Regions from separate parts of the Mus musculus genome. Here regions 1 and 3 are each linked to region 2. The links are chromatin contacts, called in public HiChIP or PLAC-seq and promoter capture Hi-C maps. All regions are on one chromosome and are shown on one strand. The core of a region is the stretch at or near the end of the contact, and the rest is flanking DNA. Distances in the headings are between cores, read along the strand shown. Region 1 holds the start of Dnaaf5 (dynein, axonemal assembly factor 5). Region 2 holds the start of Zscan21 (zinc finger and SCAN domain containing 21). Region 3 holds the start of Plod3 (procollagen-lysine, 2-oxoglutarate 5-dioxygenase 3).

What was found. HiChIP or PLAC-seq counts read pairs in DNA pulled down with a chosen protein or histone mark. Capture Hi-C pulls out chosen DNA fragments and counts their contacts.
Region 1: a contact with region 2 is called in a FOXA1 HiChIP or PLAC-seq map of pancreatic cancer cells. The contact joins the promoter of Dnaaf5 here to the promoter of Zscan21 in region 2.
Region 3: a contact with region 2 is called in a promoter capture Hi-C map of adipose tissue, with 2.8 times the contacts expected there. The contact joins the promoter of Plod3 here to the promoter of Zscan21 in region 2.

Annotation. Positions count from the first base shown.
Region 1 is chr5:139,148,160-139,151,968 of GRCm38.p6, forward strand. It overlaps Dnaaf5 (dynein, axonemal assembly factor 5), which reads left to right and starts at 2,076. Exons shown (of 13, transcript NM_001081265.2): 1 at 2,076-2,676; 2 at 3,324-3,508. The coding sequence starts at 2,088. It also overlaps a transcript of Prkar1b not described here.
Region 2 is chr5:138,115,590-138,119,285 of GRCm38.p6, forward strand. Zscan21 (zinc finger and SCAN domain containing 21) reads left to right here and starts at 1,316. Exons shown (of 5, transcript NM_011757.3): 1 at 1,316-1,418; 2 at 2,247-2,331.
Region 3 is chr5:136,985,244-136,989,213 of GRCm38.p6, forward strand. Plod3 (procollagen-lysine, 2-oxoglutarate 5-dioxygenase 3) reads left to right here and starts at 1,776. Exons shown (of 19, transcript NM_011962.3): 1 at 1,776-2,560; 2 at 2,874-2,965; 3 at 3,092-3,228; 4 at 3,329-3,492; 5 at 3,640-3,752; 6 at 3,883-3,946. The coding sequence starts at 2,443. It overlaps Znhit1 (zinc finger, HIT domain containing 1), which reads right to left and starts at 1,661. Exons shown (of 5, transcript NM_001310747.1): 1 at 1,568-1,661. The coding sequence starts at 1,589.

The sequences.
Region 1 (3,809 bases), core at 826-3,325, 1.0 Mb after region 2:
CGGGTTAAAGTCTCTGCCTGGCATTGTTCTAGGTCTCTCCTGCCACTGGCCAGAGAGAGGGGATTCCCAGAAGACTTGCCCTGTATCTCTTGGCCATCGTGTTGGCCTCTCTGGGGCCCTGGCTCAGAAATCAAAGAAAAAGGAAACATAGCCCAAGTTCTGAGTTCCGGGCCAGTGTAGTTATTTTCAACTCTCAAGTCCTTTTCCTACTGGGTGTTGCTTGTGGGGTATTGAGCTGTATTTAGATGGAGGGAACAGGAAAGGCAAACTCATTACTGCTCACAGGACCTACAGGCCATCCCTGCTGGCCCATCCCAACCTTCACAGCAGCCACAGGCATCCTTAAAAGTGCAGACTTAGCTTTCAGTGTTCCACGTAAAGCATCTTCCTTGGCTCCCTGCAGAGAGACAAAGGCTATCCTGGCTGTCCTGCACATCCCCTTGTTCCCTACAAGACACTTCTCCTTCCCCTAAGAGGTCCCCTGGCCACAGACAAGCACCGTCAGCTTCAGCTGCCACGGCCGGCCACAACCCTCACATACTGGGATGCTGGGCTAAGATGAAGTTGGAAGGGCTGCTTCCCTGGGCTTGCCGTCTGCCCACCTAACATTCACAAAGCCTTTTCACGGCTTGCACATCTATGCCAAATTCCCCTTATGAGGATAGCAGCTAGCCCCAATATCTCAATCTTGACATCTGCAAAGATCCTACCTCCAGACACTCACACTCTGATGGACTAGGCTTAAGACTTTGACATACGAGTCCATGACACCTCTAACACCAAGCCTTTGCTTGGCCAGTCACCTCTCTTCACAACTCTTTTGCCACCCTAAGCAATTTTACATGGTTCCCCTAAAGCTTCCACGCCACATTCAAAACACCTAAGGGTTCACACCAATTTCCCACAAAACTAATGTCAACAACAAAAAAAGGCCAAATTTGTTACAAAACCCAACCCCTAACATTATAAGCCTGTTCTCAGATGTGACTCGTTTGGATGCCCAAGTCATGCAGCACTGAGTCAGGCCTAGGAAGTGCCCAGTGGGGGGTCCTGACCACTGACAATACCATCTCTGACCCCCTAAAAAAACACTTCCAGCCATCGAGCATACCTCATGTCTAAACTGAGGTCAGACCGTGTGGCAGATTCACACTTGACTTCTTCATGACCTCTGAGGAACCCAGTAAGGATCAGCCATATCTACACCATTAGAAAGAACCTCAGCTTAAGCTGCCCCTGAGGAAAGGAACCTGAAGGTGCAGGCTTGCAGAAGCTTGGCCACTCAGGCCAAGTTCCAGACTCAGGCACAGGACAGCCCCACTCTTGGCCTCGCCCCTAGCCATTTGCCACGCCCTAAGGCCTGCGTCCCACCTGTCAGCCCTTGTCTCAGGCACCTCAATCCTCACGCTTCACCTTACTCAGACCCCCACCCCTCCCTCGAGCTTTATGTCCCTTCCCCAAACCTGCACCCCACCTATTATTGAAACTTGTCAGCCAGCTGCGCGGCCCATGCCCCGCCCACCTACCCCCCCATCCAACCCACTACTCCTTGCCCCGCCTCCTTCCCGTAGACCCTTATTCTTCGCCCCGCCCACAAAACCAGGGCTCCGCCTGCCACCTCCTGCAATGCTCCCGAAGTCCACACCCCGCCTATTTGGTTCTTTCCCCTCCCATTATCCCTTATTCCCCTCTCTTTACACTAAGCCCCTACCCAAGAGGCCCGTGTCCCGCCTACCAACCCCCTCGTACCGCCCACTACCTCTTTCGCCCAAGGCCCTTGCCGAGCTTGCTGTCTTCTGCCTCGCCCTCAAGGTTCGCGCCCCACCCCAGACTCCCGGACCTAGCCAATTACACTTGCTTCTCTTAGCCTCTCTCGTCCTCCTGCCCGTCACTCCGCCCTCTAAGCCCTTTGCCCGCCCACTTCCCTGGCCCCGCCTCTCCCTTACTCCCTGCCCCTCCCCCAGCATCACTCCTAAGGGGCGCACACTCAGCCTCGAGCAACCCAGGCAGCCGGAAGTCTTGCCGTAAAGCGTGCTCGGACCATCGTACTAGCGCCGGTTCCCTTGGAGACAGGCAACGCGCTCAAGATGGCGGCGCCGGCGGAGGCGGAGGTGGCCGCGGCCCCGGGCTTAACCGAGGCGGCTGAAGCCGCGGAACTGACCCGCGCGCTAAGCCGCCTGCTACCGGGGCTGGAGACGGAAAGTAAGCTGGGGCGGCGGCGCGCTCTGGAGGCTCTGGAGCAGGTACTGGAAGAGGCGGTGCGGCCCGGCGCGGATTCCGCGGCCTTCCAGGGCCCCTGGGCCCGTCTGCTGCTGCCGCGCCTGCTGCGGCTTCTAAGCGATCCGGCCGAGGGCTGCCGCGCGCTGGCCGCTCACCTGCTCGACCTTGGCCTGCGCCGCGCCGCGCGGCCCCGCGACGCTCTGCCGCGTCTGCTGCCGGCGCTCAGCGCACGCCTGGCCCGACCTGAACTCGCGCGGCCGCCGCCGGAGCCCTGCGAGGAGCTGCGTCTCGCCCTCGTGCAGCTGCTCCACCTCGCCGTAGACCTGGGCGGCGCCGCGCTCGCGCCCCACCTGGACGACGCCGTGCGCGCCTTGCGGGCCGCGCTGCTCGACCCCTTCGCTGCGGTGCGCCGGGAGGGCTGCGAGTGCGCAGCCGCTCTGGCCCGTGCCACTCCGGGTGAGCGTCCTATCCGCTTCCCTGGTTACCTAGATGTCCAGAAACTGAACTAAAGTGGGCTGGTTCCTTCGTAAGGTCATTTCCGATGGGAGGGGGCACGAGACAAGAGATCTCACCATGTAGCCCTGGCTGGTGTCAAACATAACGCTGCTTCTACTTCAGCCTAAAGTGCTAGACTCTCAGACCTGTGTCACACCCATTTCATGATCATTTTTATGCTGGGTTATGGGACTCATGTGGGAAAGGACAACTCAACTCAGTTTCTTTACTCCAGTGTCTTCTCTGTCTCTGACACGGGTCACTAACTTCCTGGATGAAGGGAGGCTGCTTCTCGTTTATTTCTACCCTCTATCTACAGCCCTGCTTGATCAGGGCTTTTTCCCTTTTTTCCTTCTAGACTAGAGTTTGGAAAAGTTAAGAGGCCCTACCTAGTGTTTAAAGTCTTCCCGGGGGTAGGGGGGAGCCAACTTTGTGAAATAGGTGTATATATCCCTCCGGATGCCTGGAGCATAAGCAGCTCCCAGCACCATTGGAGAGAAAAAGTGGGAGCTGAGGCTAGCAGAGGCCAGAGGAAGGTTTGATGGTAGCCACAGAACAGGGCCCCATGCAGCTGTATCGCATAACCAGCAGCCTCCCTAATCCCACAGAGCACTTCCACATGCAATCGGAGTCCTTGATAGGCCCCCTGATGCAGACCATCTCCCACCAGCACTGGAAGGTCCGGGTAGCCGTTATCGAAGCCACGGGCACTGTGATCCAGTTTGGCAGTGGGAACTCGGTGGATGATGTCCTTTCCCACTTTGCTCAAAGACTCTTCGATGACGTCCCTCAGGTACTGGGAGTTTTCTGCTTGACAGTCCTGAAACCATGTGCTTCTGTTAATAGAAGTGTCCTCATGTGCTCATCCACTGAGAGAATTTCAGTGCAGGGCCTAGTGCTTAGGGCCTTGCCGGGAAGGACAGAACGGAAGTGGAAGTCCGGTGCTGGGGTGGTCTCCATGCTGGTGGGGGGCAGACAGGAGCCCTCCAGATGTAGACAGAGCACTCACTGGCTTTCAGAGCACAGGCCTGTCTCAGACCTTAGACTGTTGTGGCTTATGGTAATGTCCCCTAAAGAGAAAGGACTGGTGGTAG
Region 2 (3,696 bases), core at 66-2,565:
TGGAATGAACTACAATCCACCTGTGATCCAGATCTTGAGGCTGGAAGAAGATTCTGACCTGGATCTTGGCATGGAGATCTTGAGGCATAGTGGCCATGAGAAACTTAGGTCCATGCCGGGCATGGTGGCTCATGCCTTTAATCCCAGCACTTGGGAGGCAGAGGCAGGTGGATTTCTTAGTTCGAGGCCAGCCTGGTCTACAGAGTGAGTTCCAGGACAGCCAGGGATACACAGAAAAACTCTGTCTTGAAAAAACAAAAAACAAACAAACAAACAAAAACAAAACAAAACAAGAACAACAAAAAAGAAAAACTTAGGCCCAGGAAACTAAGGCAAAGAGATCTCTGAGTTCTAAGAGCCAGGCATGGTGGTACACACTTAATCTGGGCCACACCTTCTGCTAGAGATTTGCTTAAGGACATTGGAAGAAGGAAGAGTCCCTCTTCTTCGGCTGCTTGCACTTACTTGCCAGCACATCTGTTGGAATCTACTTCTACAGACGACCAGCTGGAACACCTAGCTTCGTGGGACTGAGCAACTACTAGATTCTTGGACCATTGCTGGGGTACAGACTGTAAGTTATCACAATAAATTCACTCAGTATAGACAGACATTCCCTTAGTTCTGTGACTCTAGAGAACCCTAACTGTTACAGTGCTCATGTACACAGTGTGTTTGCAAACATGTGAAGGCCAGAGGTTAATGTTAGCTGTCTTCTTCAATTGCTTCTCTACCTTGTTTTTGAGACAAGGTGTCACTGATCTGGAGCTAGGCTGCCCAGACAACAGACTGCAGGGGTCCTCCCAGCACTCGGATTACAGGCATGTGATGTACCATAGTCTTTTTATGTGGTGCTGGAAATCCAAATGTAGGTCCTCACGCATGAGCTCTTTACTCACTCACTGATCTAGAGGCAAGTGGATCGTTTATAGAGTTCGAGGTCAGCCTGGTATACATAGAGTTCCAGGCTAGCTAGGGCTAATGACATGTTTGTCTCAAAAACAAGGCAGTGGTGGCTCATGCTTTTAATCCCAGCACTCGAGAGGCAGAGGCAAGTAAATCCCTGAGTTCGAGGCCAGCCTGGTCTATTGAGTGAGTTTCAGGGCAGCCAGGGCCGCATAACCCTCCAAAAACCACCCACCCTCAAAAAAAGAATGAACGAAAGAAAGAAAAGGGAGGGGGTAGGAAGAGAGAATGAGAATAAAAAAAGAAATAGGGGGAGAAACAGATCACAACCAGGACAGTCGCAGCCTCCGGTGAAACAGGATACCGACAACGCTCGGATTCCTAGAGGGGCGGCTGCTCCCCCTCCAGAGGGGCGGGGCTCTGACGCGCTTCCGGTGGTGCTGTCGTTCAGCCGCTGTGAGGATTCCAGACTCCAAAGCGGTTCTGAGTCACGGTGAGCCTGCGAGTCCCAGGTTAGCCTAGCGGTCGGGGAGCGTTGGCCAAAAGATTTCGAGAGGGTGGGACGGGTTTAGCGACTGTGGTTCTGGTTCGGGGAGTTCCTCCATGGTGGTTCTGGGAGATTGAGGAGGAGCGCCCCGCCCAGCCGTCGTCGGCGCCCGCTCTAAGGAAAGGCTTTTCCACCCCCGAGGGCTCCCTGGAACAAAACCCTGATTCTTTTGCTTCCGGAATCGCATTTCTAGTCTCTCCGTTATTGTCTGTTACCTGACGGAAACTGCCCTCTTTCTTCCCCAGCAAGAGCCCTGAGATCTAAACTCAGAACTAATTGTTAAGAATAAGCCCAAGTGTAGAAACCTCTGAAAACCCGAATCTCCTCAGTCTTGAGTCTTGTCCAGTCCAGGCGGGGAATTGGTCCCGGTGGGCTTTGTGCGCACTGGACAAGGATTTGCTCAAGTCTGGAAAGATTTTTAGACGATCGTTTGTAAAACGCGTATAGGATAGAAAGGTGATTGATTTATTTGGTGGCTGACATAGTTGGAAATCTGTTGAAAGGGGACACTTAAAGAATTGTGAACAACAACAACAAAATCAATACAGGAAAATTGTTTTTCAAGTGGTGGAAGGCTTCTGAAGAGAGACTGAGTATTGGTTCAGGGCTATTGAAATGATGCAGAATTTGGCTCACTCTGAGCTACTAGATCTGCCCAGTAGTTATGCTCTTCAGAATTATTGGCCTGCCTGGAAGCTTTTTGAAAATTAGTTTGCTCGGTTTGAGACGGGGTCTTACTGTATGGCCTACACTGGTGTATAATTGGTGATCCTCCTGTCTCTGTTCTCTTCAGTGCTGTAATTACAGGTATGCACCACCACGACTTCAGCTTGGAGTTTCCAAGTGCAGAGTGTCTTAAGGGCATTATCTACTACAAGGTAATAATTGCTGTTCATTTGATGCAATCTGTGATAGTTTGATTTGTTTACACTTCGTCTTGCACAGAATGAATTTGAGGCTGATTAAGGGAGTGTGTGTGTGTGGGGGGGGGACTTATAAACTGTAGAATTCGCATAAAGGAGGGAAAAATTGGGAAGTGACCAAAAGCCTGCTGCTAGACTTCGAGAGTTAGGTTTTTATTTTTTTACTCTGTGTGTGTGTGTGTGTGTGTGAGTCAAAGGATAGTTGGCATAGTTGACTGCTTCCCTTCCATTACATGGACACCAGTCTCAAAACAGGCAGCAGGTCGGTTGCATTTGTTACCCACTGAGCCATCTTGTCAGTTGAGTTAAACCTTTAGATAGGGGCTGGAGAGATGGCTCAGTGGTTAAGAGCACTACTGGCTGCTCTTCCAGAGGTCCTGAGTTCAAATCCCAGCAACCACTTGGTGGCTCATGGCCATTTGTAATGTGATCTTATGCCCTCTTCTGGTGTGTCTGAAAACAGCAACAGTGTACTCTTAGACATAAAATAATACATGAATCTTTAAAAACAAAACAAAACAACCTTTAGATAGCTTTGGTTTTGCTTTTTTGTTATTTTTCAAAACAGGGTTTCTTTGTGTTGCCCTGTCTGTCCTGGAACTCTGTTGACTATGCTGGCTTCTAACTCAGAGATCCTCCTGCCTCTACCTTCCATGTGCTGGGATTAAGGTGTACATACCACACCCTGCTTTAGGTAGCCTTTTTAAAGTTTTTTTTTTTTTTCTATGAAAGTGTTAAATTAGGCCTGTTTTTCTACCCACATACTTTTTGATTTTATGACTATTTAAGGAATTTTCAGAAACCAAGACCTGGAGGGCATCTTCACATGGCAAGCTCAGCATTACCAAATGTGAAACATTGGCTTTCTTTGTGTGCAGGGAGCAAGATGCCAAGATACTTTAGTACCAGATTTTTTCTTTTCTTCTTTTTGGTTTTTTGGTTTTTTTTTTGGTTTTGTTTTGTTTGTTTTTTTTTTTGTTTTTGTTTTTTGTTTTGTTTTGTTTTGTTTGTTTGTTTGTTTGTTTTTTTGAGACAGGGTTTCTCTGTGTAGCCCGGGCTGTCCTGGAACTCACTCTATAGACCAGGCTGGCCTCAAACTCAGAAATCCGCCTGCCTCTGCCTCCCAAGTGCTGGGATTAAAGGCGTGCGCCACCACACCTGGCCAGATTTTTTTCTTAAATCTTGCCAAAACAAAAACAAAGCAAAAGACAACATGTCAGTCATGTGGAAGTTTTTCTTTTTTTCCTACTTCTTAGCCTATCTTCCACCCTGTTCTTCTCCCCACCTCCTTTTTCTTTTTTCATTTTCTTTTGTTTGTTT
Region 3 (3,970 bases), core at 526-3,025, 1.1 Mb before region 2:
AATAACTGGAGACACAATAAATTGCAGCTGGAGAGAGGGCTCAGTGGTTAACAGCGCTCCCTGCTCTTGCAGAGTGCTACAGCTGTTTCCAGGACCCAGGACCAGCAGCCATGAGGGTGGCTCACAACTTTCTGTAATTCCAACTGCCTCTTTTGTCCTTCATGGATACCTACACTCACCTGCACAGAGCAGCACACATACACAAATTAAAATAAAGAGCGCCTTTGAGAATTGACACAGTATTGACTTCTGGCCTCCATATTCTCAAGACCTGTGATTCAGTAGGGCAAAATCCAGTGTACATTTCTAGAATGTTCCTTCAGCCTGAGACGCATGCCTGTGCCCTGTGACTGCACCGACTACCTTCCTTGGACTAAAAGTCTCCCCAGTGTGGCTCCCAGATGTCCCCCTATCTTGTTGGATATATTTCCTATCCCGACATTTTGTCTCCTCTCTTGCTCTCGAGGCTGCTTCTGCCTGTCCTTTTTCTTTAATTGATAGCGCTCTTTGGCCTGTCCCTTTCTCACCCCCACAACCTTCAATAGGATCTCAGGAAGCCCAGGCTGGCCTGGGATGACCTCCTGTGCACAGCCACACCAGGCTTATGTGATGCTGGGGATGGAGCAAGAGTTTTGGGCATGCTGGACAACACCCTATCAGCAGGGGCTCATCTCTGACCTCTTTTTCTTGTATTTCTATCTTTCTTCAAAAAGTGCATTTATTCTGAGTGTTTCTGTGCACATGTAGGTGTTGCAGTACACGTGCAGAGATCAGAGGACACTGTATGGAAGCCTTTTCTCCTATCATGTGGATCCTGGGGACTGAACTCAAGTAGTCAGGCTTGGCAGCAAGCAACTTTACCTACTGCATGCACCATCTCACCTGCCCATTCCTGGTGCTGGGTTTCCCATAACATGCCAGTCTCAAACCAGAACTCCCCCAAACCACAGACTTCAGGACTACAGGACACCAAGAGGCTGAGGTCCAGCCTAATTTACATAGGCAGCCTAGGCTACATTAAAAAAAGAGAGAAAGGAAGGAATGAAGTGTGTATGTTCGTGTGTGTGTGTGCACGTGTTTGTGTAGTACCCAAAGCCAAGCCCTTTGATTTCCTAAGTTTCTCTGTTCCCTCCATCCAACATCCAGAAGCTGGAGGAAAGTGGGGCGATGGTGGCGCACGCCTTTAATCCCAGCAGTGTAGAGGCAGAGGCAGGCAGATCTCTGTGAGTTCCAAGCCAGCCTAATCTACAGAGCTAGTTCCAGGACAGCCAAGGGTACGCACCCTGTCTCGAAGAAAAAAACAAAAAACAAAAAAAAAACAAAAGCAAAACAATCCAGAAGCCGAGGTGAGTACCACTGCTCATAGCACCCGGGCTTTGGAGAGACAACACATCCTCTCCATCCCCAACGTCTGCTGAAGCAAGCAGTCACAAAACACGAATTAATGGTTCCGAGACTGCCCCAACACTGAGCGAAGGTAATTGACGTGAAAAGCTAGGCGGGGAGATGTTAGGCTGAATTTGAACTTGGGAAGCACAAAAGGGCGAACCACTCAAGGCTCACATACCGGCGGGTTTCTTCTCCACCATTGGCGCAACACAGTTGACAGAAGAGCCTACTGCGCACGCGTACTAACCACCGACCCTTGCTCTGAGCACACCCCTTCCGGTGGCGTGCACACATACGCGTGCGCAGTCTTTCCCCTCCCGCTTGAAGTCATTACGTGATGTTCCCTTGGAGATCAGCAAGCTTTCGCTTTCCGCCATCTTTGATAGGGGCAAACCTAATTCCGGTCGCATTGTGGTTACCCAAAAAAAAAAATCTGAGAGCCGCCTGCAAATGGTCACTTTTTAAAAACTGGCGTGGGTGGTCTTTAGGGGAGCGCTCTTGTCCCTGTGCCCTTTGCATCCCCGGTGCGTGTCCCCGCGCTGCGGGACAGGATAGGCAGGTTCGGTGGCTTTGTTGAACCCAGACCCACGAGGATGTCCGCGCGATCCCGCCTCCGGCTTCCCGGCCCCTCCGGGCCCGTCGCCCCCGCCGCGCGCCACCCCAGGCCTTGCTGTCCTGTGTTCCTCCGGGTCAGACTTGTGGTCAAGACCCGCCCCCGCGTCGCCTGGACCCTCCTCAAAAGGTCACTTCCCCTCCCGGGGGGATTCGGTTGCTCCGGTGTGAGTCAGGCAGTGCCCAGGACCGGACCCTCGGCTCCTCCCCACCCTCCAGCCCGCGCCCGCGGGACAATCCTTGCCTTGTCTCGCCGTCTGCATCTCGGGTTTTCGGTGGCCTCGGGTTACGCCTTTTTTCCAGGGCGGAGTCCCGAGCACAGCTCCTCCTCTCAGCGGGCTCGGTTTCCCCTTTTCCCAGAATCTTCCCGGGGCGTCGGAATCCAGGCGCTCAGCTCAGCGCCGGTGCGGGCCTGGGTGTAGCCTAAGCGTGCTGCTAGCCATGGCTGCGGCAGGCCCGGAACCCCGGCTTTTGCTCCTGCTCCTGCTGCTGCTGCCGCCGCTGCCCCCCGTAACTTCTGCCTCCGATCGACCCCGGGGCGCCAATGCTGTCAACCCAGGTGAGAACCCGGGCGGCCAGTGGGCAGGGTCGACACGTCCGCCAGCCTGGAAGGGAGTGTCCAGCCTTCCCAGTGCATTAGCCTCTCATGCAGAACTTGGGGTTCCAGGCTCCCCAGACAGACAGGAACACCCCAGCCCCCATTCGTGTATGTTACTCTCACCCGACTCTTCTGGAGATCAAATGTGCTGAAAGAACTTTAGTGAAGTAATATGGAGGTGTGTGTGTGTGTGTGTGTGTCGGGGGTGATACAGAGGGATAAACACGTGGGACACTAAGCCGTGTCTTAAGTGCCAGTTCTCTGGCTATGACAGACAAATTGCTGGTGATCACTGTGGCTACGGCAGAGACAGAGGGGTACCGGCGTTTTCTGCAGTCTGCGGAGTTCTTTAACTACACTGTACGGGTGAGTGGGGGGACCCATGGGAGAAATTCCAGCGGGAGAGGGCAGGGGTCGTGGGGGTTGGTCCTGTTTCCTCATCTTGGCCAGCTGAACCTCTTCCGCTGCGTGGGGGTGGGATCTTTCCTGCAGACCCTGGGCCTGGGACAGGAGTGGCGAGGGGGTGATGTGGCTCGAACAGTTGGTGGAGGCCAGAAGGTCAGGTGGCTCAAGAAGGAAATGGAGAAATATGCAGATCAGAAAGACATGATCATCATGTTTGTGGACAGGTAAGGAGGGCTGGGGTGGAAAGAGTGGGAAACTGGTTATGGAGAGAGAAAAAGAGACTGAGGTTCCTCCTGGCTCTCGTCTTCCCCTTTTCTTGCCCAGCTACGACGTGATTCTGGCAAGCAGCCCGACAGAGCTGCTGAAGAAGTTTGTTCAGAGTGGCAGTCATCTGCTGTTCTCTGCTGAGAGCTTCTGCTGGCCTGAGTGGGGGCTGGCAGAGCAGTACCCTGAGGTGGGCATGGGGAAGCGCTTCCTCAACTCTGGTGGTGAGTGGCCGAGTTCCCAAGACAGACTTGTCCCCTCTCTATCTCTCCCTCCCCCAGTGGAGCGGGCATTGCATGCTCTGGGTGCTTGAGTCGGGGACCCTGGCAGTCTCGGGAGGTCTAACTCACTTCTGCTTGCCACCCCCCCAGGATTCATCGGCTTTGCTCCCACCATCCATCAGATTGTCCGCCAGTGGAACTACAAAGACGACGATGATGATCAATTGTTCTACACTCAACTGTACCTGGACCCAGGGCTGCGGGTAGGGAGACTCAGGGACAGGAACCCCCTCTCCAGTTGAATAGGAGGGGAGGCATAAAGGGAGTTGGAGAAAGAGAGATATAGTGTCACCTGTCCCCCCTCCGTTCACTGCTCCATCTTATGCCATCTAGGAGAAACTCAAACTGAGTCTGGACCATAAATCCCGGATCTTTCAGAACCTCAATGGAGCCTTAGGTGAGGACGGTGGTTAGAGGTGGG